2 separate regions of the Mus musculus genome follow, and region 2 is linked to region 1. The links are chromatin contacts, called in public promoter capture Hi-C maps. All regions are on one chromosome and are shown on one strand. Each heading gives the region's core, a stretch centred on a gene start, on an enhancer-like site or on the middle of the called end of the contact. The rest is flanking DNA. Distances are from core to core; before and after follow the strand shown.

Region 1 (3,539 bases), core at 23-2,522:
CTGTGAGATTTTGGATGATACAATTGACTTTCCTGCTTCTCTAGACTGCAATGATTTGAAATGCTAAAAAGAATTCCTACCACTTACATAAAAACACTGTCAGTAAGACAGCTAGTGCCTGCATAGAAACCCTGGAGTATATTAGCATTGTAAGTTTGCACATACAGTTGAAAGGTGTTGAGGAAGGAGATTTATAAGTGTCTACTGATATGTTTATAGATATTTTATTTTCAACTGGAGGTACTGGTAGAAATATTCTTTTTCTATTGTCAAAAAATTTTTTTAGCACACACATCCTTTTTGTTACATGTCACCCAACTAATTAATGAGTTTATTAATTGTTTTATTTTATGAAGTAATTTGTGCATGTAGGTGTATATTACTGGGAGTTGAACTCAGGGCTTAACTGCTAGATTAACTTTTGACTAGCTTATTATAGTCAGGCTCTCATGGAGTTTTTTCTGTTAAGATTCAACAATTCATTTACTCTTTCACTTAGATAACGTAGATCACCTGTTCTCAACCTGTGGCTCTGTAACAACCCTTTCACAGTGGCAGTGTAAGACTTATCAGAAAACACAGATGTTTACACTAGGATTTATAACATAGCAAAATTAGTTATGAAGTAGCAACAAAAATAATTTTATGGTTGGGGGACACCATATTACAAGGTCAAAGCATTAGGAAGATTGAGAACTACTGCCTTAGAGTTTTTAAACCACTCTCTCTCTTTTTTAATGTAGGAGAGTGTGCCTCTTTTCCCACAGCAAACATGGCGGAACAAACTTCAACCTGACGTCTTGCGCCCTCAACAAAGATGGCTACAGCACTTCCTGCTCTTGCCTTTAACAAAGATGGTCGCAATACTTCCTGTCTAGGACTTTTGCCCTCAACAAAGATGGTCTTTATGGTACAGGTTCCCTAGCAGTCTGGATTCCGGTTGTAGTTTTAGTTATTCTTTTTTTTTTTTTTTTTAAACGGTACGTGGTCGCAGACGTAAGTAAGATGACTCCATCTTCTCTCGCTGTCCCCGCGCCGTGGCGACATCGCCCCTGCGCGGCTCTCCCGGGGGCTGGACCGGGGTTCGGGTGGCGGTGCCGGGGGTCGGTTTCCTCCGAGAGGACAGTCTGCGGCTTCATTTACCGTGAAAATCGTCGGTAGCTCTAACTGTGCCACAACCACGGCTTTCAGCTGCCGAGACAGGGAACTTTTTACAAGTTCCAAATGGAAACACGCTGCCAAAACAAAACAAAACAAAACGGTCACCCACGCCCTCCTCACCTGCCACCTCCCGATTTGGCGGAAGATCGCGAGCAAGGCTGGGATCCGACGTCCCGCTTGTGTGGGCTGAGGGTGGCAGAAGCCCCGCCCGCCACCCTTGCTCCCCTTGCCTTCATTGCCACCGCAAGCCACCCCGCAGCACACTAGCGACCTGAGCTCATTCAGTGTCCCATGCATGCGTGCTCACGGCCCTACTGCGACCCACATTCCGAATTCTTGTGAGGCTTATCGGTAAAGGCACACAAACACTCATTTTCTTGAGGGTGCTTGTCCTTTCTTTGAATGCTCTATAAACTTCTTTCCTCCGGACTGTCTTCTATTGCTGGTCAGGGTCTATAAATAAATGTCCCTGGTGCTTTTTAGCAGTTTCTAAAGCGTGGGTGCTGGACTAACTCTGGCAAAGCAATATTGAAATCCACTATTTTCTAGCATTTAATTTTATATAATAATATAAATAGATTAATAAATCTGTAATCCTTAGGGATTGCATTTTAAGTAAGGGATCAGATCTGTTTTCTGTTGGCTCTCTTACTGCACAAGGAATTGAAATAGGGCCCCATTATCGTGAGAAGCAGAGGTAGAAACATCCATAATGAGTGTCGTTCATTATGCCGGGAAGTGTTTGAAATATCCGTGGTTTGGCTTAACAGCCGCTTAGGAAACACCGTGGCTCAGCAGCCTCTTAAGATATAAAGACCTGACTGATTTTTGAGGTGCTCATTAATGAGTTTGCAGCAATACACTGACTTTGGGGGGGGGGGTGTCCATCAGCATTCCTGAAACCTAGGTGCTCATTTTGGCTCTTTCCAGGAAGAAATGGAAGCCAGAGACAAGCAGGTACTCCGCTCCCTGCGTCTGGAGCTGGGTGCCGAGGTACTGGTGGAAGGACTGGTTCTTCAGTACCTTTACCAGGAAGGAATTTTGACAGAAAACCACATTCAAGAAATCAAAGCTCAAACCACAGGCCTCCGGAAGACAATGCTGTTGCTGGACATCCTGCCTTCCAGGGGCCCCAAAGCTTTTGACACCTTCCTCGATTCCCTCCAGGAATTTCCCTGGGTAAGAGAGAAGCTGGAGAAGGCGAGAGAGGAAGTCACAGCCGAGCTGCCTACAGGTAGGCCCCAAAGAGATCCCCTCAAAACAGCTCTGGAAGTGTTGCAACCATGCCCAGTGGATTGGAATTTGGTCTTTTAGGAGGGACCAGGGCCACGAGCATGGGCAACGGTTTGGATGCAGAGGGCATGGCGTCGGAGGGTCAAGACGAGGAGGCGGTGTTAGGAAACTCGAGGAAGGAAGGGAACATGAACCCTGAGGCTGAGGGGTTAAGGAGGGAACTGAGAGTACAATTTAGACATGCTTCCAGGGGAACTTGGCAAGTCACATGGGAGGCTTGTTCTCATCGGAGAGCCAGGTCAATCTGAGCCCTTTGGCAACAGGAACCGTTTGGAAAGCGCAGATGGGAATGCAGGCTTTGGCCTACTGATAACTGATTTGTGGGGTGCCAAGCTGCCAGCTGGAGGAGGTCAGATCATGGGAGACAGCCTCTAGGAAGGCATGTCCTGCACCTGTCCCCACAGCCAGCCTCCAAGGCCAAGGGGATTATTTTGAAGCCTGCCTTTAGTTTGTTTTTAAAGGCTGTTGGTGTAAAGTGGCCCTTTAAAATTCAGCTCTGTGCAGACACCTGGGGAATTTTATTTTGCAAGGGCAGTAATTTGGGGGTGCGAGGGGGGGGCGGATCTTATTTTGATTTTTTTCCAGGAAAAAAAATCCCTGGAAGCAGTGATCTGAAAAGAAACAGCTTGGTGCTTGTGAGAGGAAGGTGCTGCGGTATAAATCACTGTTTTCTTCAACTCCTCCCAGATATACTGCTCTTTCACAAAGATGAGGGACTGACCTAGAAAGATTAATTTTTTTTTTTAAATAATAAAATGGAAAGTTAACCAAGCCAAACCAAATCAGTAGATTTCCAGAGTTAAGAATTCAACGTTTTCTGGTTTTCAGTATAGATATGGACCAAGTCAGTGGTCTCCAGAATTTATTGTTAATGGTTTTTAAAAATGACTGTAACAGAGCTGGTGTGTGTGTGTGTGTGTGTGAGTGTGTGTCAGCAGCGACATTGGTGTCCTGCCTTTATGGAGGCAGAGGCAGGTGGTTCTTTGTGAGCCCAGCCTGGTCTACATAGCAAGTTCTGGGATAGCCAGAGCTACATATTGAATCCCTTTCTACACTCCCAATTTTCAAATAACTGTAATTGGTAA
Region 2 (3,131 bases), core at 595-3,094, 120 kb before region 1:
GACATCTTTCCCCAATCACTGGAGCCTGAGAGTCACATGGCAAAGGGGCATAGAGCTGTCAATCAACTGACCTTAAAGCGAGGAGAATGTGGGCCAGGTGGTGGCAGCACATGCCTTTAATCCCAGCACTCAGGAGGCAGAAGATGAGTTTGAGGCTAGCCTGGTCTACAGAGTGAGGACAGCCAGGACTAGACAGAGAAATCCTGTGTCAAAAAAAAAAAAAAAAAAAAAAAAAAAAAGAAAAAAAAAGAAAAAAAAGTGCTACTTTAAGCTTAAGACAGCTTTGAAGGGAGGCTCTATAGCCAAGGAATTCGGGAAGCTTCTAAAAGCTAAAGAGGTAAAGGGAAGACACTCCACACTAGCACAGACCTGTTGACCTTTCAAGCTAGCCTAGTGAGGTCCTGTTTGGACTTCTGAGTTCCAGAACTGTAAGATTCCAAATCTGTGTTGTTTTGAGTCACTGATTGGTTGGAATTTATGATAGTGACCACTAACAAACTCCAACACTCCCTAAAAGAAAATGGTGGTGCTTTTTCCAGAAGGAAGGGGGTGCTGGGTGGGGAAATGCCAGAGTCTGTAAACTAGACTCTGGGCATCTTGTTAGGTATTTGCTGTGGGGAGAAGAAATCTGCGTTCAGTCTCATCTATAGTCCTGTGTATCGGGTCCTCAGGGCTCACTGTGCCCTTCAGCAAGAGCAGAAAAGCCTGCATGTACTGCCCAGCCCGGACACCTGCTTCCTTCCCTCACTGCTGTTCACCACCAACAAGTTACTCAATCTTCGTAGGCTTCGGGAAGATGATGATACTCATCAGATGGGTTTTATGAAGATTAAAGATGAATACATTAAAAAAAAAAAACTTGGCCGCACTGCTGGCACATAGGGTACACTTAAGCTACTAAGTAATTCTTGGGACATTAGGTAATATAGTATAATTCTGCCTTGGTGCCAGACTGCTTGGGTATGAAAGTTACCTTTGCCACTTGGAATGTCTGTGTGAGCAAGTGATTAATGATCTCTTAGGCCAGTTTCATTCTTATGCGAAACGCAAATGCTACGGGTATTACCTCATCGAGAGGTGAGGAGGAGTGGGGTCAGCATGTTTAACTCAGCAGCTACTGTTTGATGTATATGATCCATGCCATCCCCACCATCAGCTGTCCACCTTTGTCCAAGGTTGCCCTCCCTCCCTCCCTCTGGATGGTTGATACGTAAGCAAAGCATCCCAGGAGGGTGGCATCTCACAGGATCACCAAGACCTTCTCATGTGGGAGGAACCATGGTTGCCACACCGTAGGGGAGCAATATTATCTTTCTTCCAATCAGGAAGCAAGACACGGCAGTCCTCTGGCAAGCTGCGTACTTAGCACACGAGAAACGAGGGCAGTAGGAAATTCAGTGTCCAACGCACACCTCACTCTGTGGGACAGGGATCCCTACAGACTGCAGGGTCTTGCTTTCCTCTCCCCTGCAGTCTGCAGGAGTGTAGGGTTGACCTGTTGTTGTTTTCACACTTGATAACAAGGTGAGAGAACATTAGGTTAAGGAGCCTGGGGTTTTCCTGTTGAGAGTAATCCTTTCAGCAATACCAAGAACTCTCACTTGAGAGATAACAACAGGACCTATGACAGGCCATCTGTAAACAATCGTTTGATGGCGATAGCTGATTTAATCAGAACGTTCTGCTTCTCCCCCACGTGAACCCGCACAGAGAGCGCGCCAATCCAGCTGCAAGAAAATATTTGTTTAACTTTGCCACATTTATTTACTCGTTGGGACTGTTTAACTTGATTGGACGGAGCAGTTGGAAAGAGCGAAAATACCCCAGGCCTTCTATGTCTCTGATAACCTGGCGACATCTGCCTCTCAGCCTGTTTGTGTTGTGTTTCTCAAGTCCTTTGCCCTCATCCTCCTAGTCAGAGATTTGGCCTCTTTCTGCACCAGGCTTTGGGGACAGGAGGGTAGAATCTGTCCCTGCCTAGCCTTGCAAATGATTTTAAAATATGATGCTTACCCTACAAAGTCTATTGAGAGATGTGTCTGTGCAAGGCATTGTCTGTGAAGTGCTATGTATCATAGGAAAACATGGGTTAAGTCATAGGAAATCCCCAGTGTCATTAAGACCCACACTAGACGCACAAATACTTACAGGGCACATAGAAACTCCAGGAGGTCTGTAGCTAGGCTCTCAGGAAGGTTTTGAAGAGGTGTTATATTGAGGACAGGCTCCAGGGTGGGGGTGGGGTTTAAAGTCTGTGAGTGAGCTTTGGCAAGATGGCTCCGTAGGTAAAAGTGCTTCTGCTAAGACTGATGACTGAGTTGGATCCCGGAATCCATGTGGTGGAAGGAGAGCACTAACTTGTCCTCTGGCCCCCACATGGGCACCAGGGTACTTGAGTGTACAGCCCATGTCCCCTACAGAAAGAAAGTCAATGTAATTTAAAAAAAAAAAAAACTATTTAAGGTGAGAGCAGAGGAAGAGCTCAATGAAGAGGTGGCTGTAGCTGCAGCTGGTTTTTCTGAGTTGGGGAGGATTAAAAATATAGACAGCCCTTCAGCTCACATCAGCTGATTCAACCAACCGAAGCTTAAAAGCACTCAGAACCAAACTGCCCCTGCGCAGAACACATCACACACTTTTACAAATAATTGTTTTTAAAGGTTTTGTTTTTGTTTTTACAAGTATGTGTTAGGACCTAGGTAAACTATTAAGGCCTAAATGAAATAATAAGGCCTGGGTAAGTGTTAAGGCCTAGGTGACTGATACCTGAATAACCTGCCATTGTAAGGAAACTTTCCCACATGTTTCTGCTGTTACTAGGAAACTCTAATGCCAAGATGGTCTTCACACTCTGTTATGTACTGTGCTCTTGAAAACCAATCACGACAGAAGTCAGTAGAACTGTTTTGTATAGTTACCTACAAATAAGCTTGGACCCGACCAACCACCCAGGAGCCCTTCCTGCACCTATGTATAAGCTGCCCCTGGGAAGGACCCCAACATAAGAGAGACACCTGTACCAGAAGAAGAAACGTTTTGGAATAAGACTTCCATTTTGAGTAGTGGTCTAAGTTCCCAAGTTTAAGTTCCCAAGACCTCCCTGGGAACTGACATCCTATTTGGCAGAAAGA

The links. Promoter capture Hi-C pulls out the DNA fragments that hold promoters and counts their contacts.
Region 2: a promoter capture Hi-C map of liver shows a contact between it and region 1. The contact joins the enhancer-like site here to the promoter of Cradd in region 1. A contact is called at or near these places in 12 of 39 promoter capture datasets (cranial neural crest, embryonic stem cells, epiblast stem cells and 6 more), 10 of 484 Hi-C or Micro-C datasets (the C2C12 cell line, LSK cells, brain and 4 more), 4 of 115 datasets of contacts at active chromatin or transcription factors (the SCID.adh cell line, embryonic stem cells and liver) and 3 of 9 other capture datasets (adipose tissue, liver and pancreatic islet).

What each region holds. Positions count from the first base shown.
Region 1 is chr10:95,321,442-95,324,980 of GRCm38.p6, reverse strand. It overlaps Cradd (CASP2 and RIPK1 domain containing adaptor with death domain), which reads left to right and starts at 1,272. Exons shown (of 3, transcript NM_001330138.1): 1 at 1,272-1,512; 2 at 2,092-2,395. The coding sequence starts at 2,098.
Region 2 is chr10:95,437,739-95,440,869 of GRCm38.p6, reverse strand. No RefSeq gene overlaps it. Among named protein-coding and RNA genes, the nearest start is that of 5730420D15Rik, 22 kb to the right of the region's middle. Within about 2 kb of position 1,844, at least 22 of the 459 cell types and tissues checked have an H3K27ac peak or open chromatin away from gene starts, as enhancers often do. A contact at or near this core is called in the C2C12 cell line, the SCID.adh cell line, epiblast stem cells and 2 more, where this site is marked.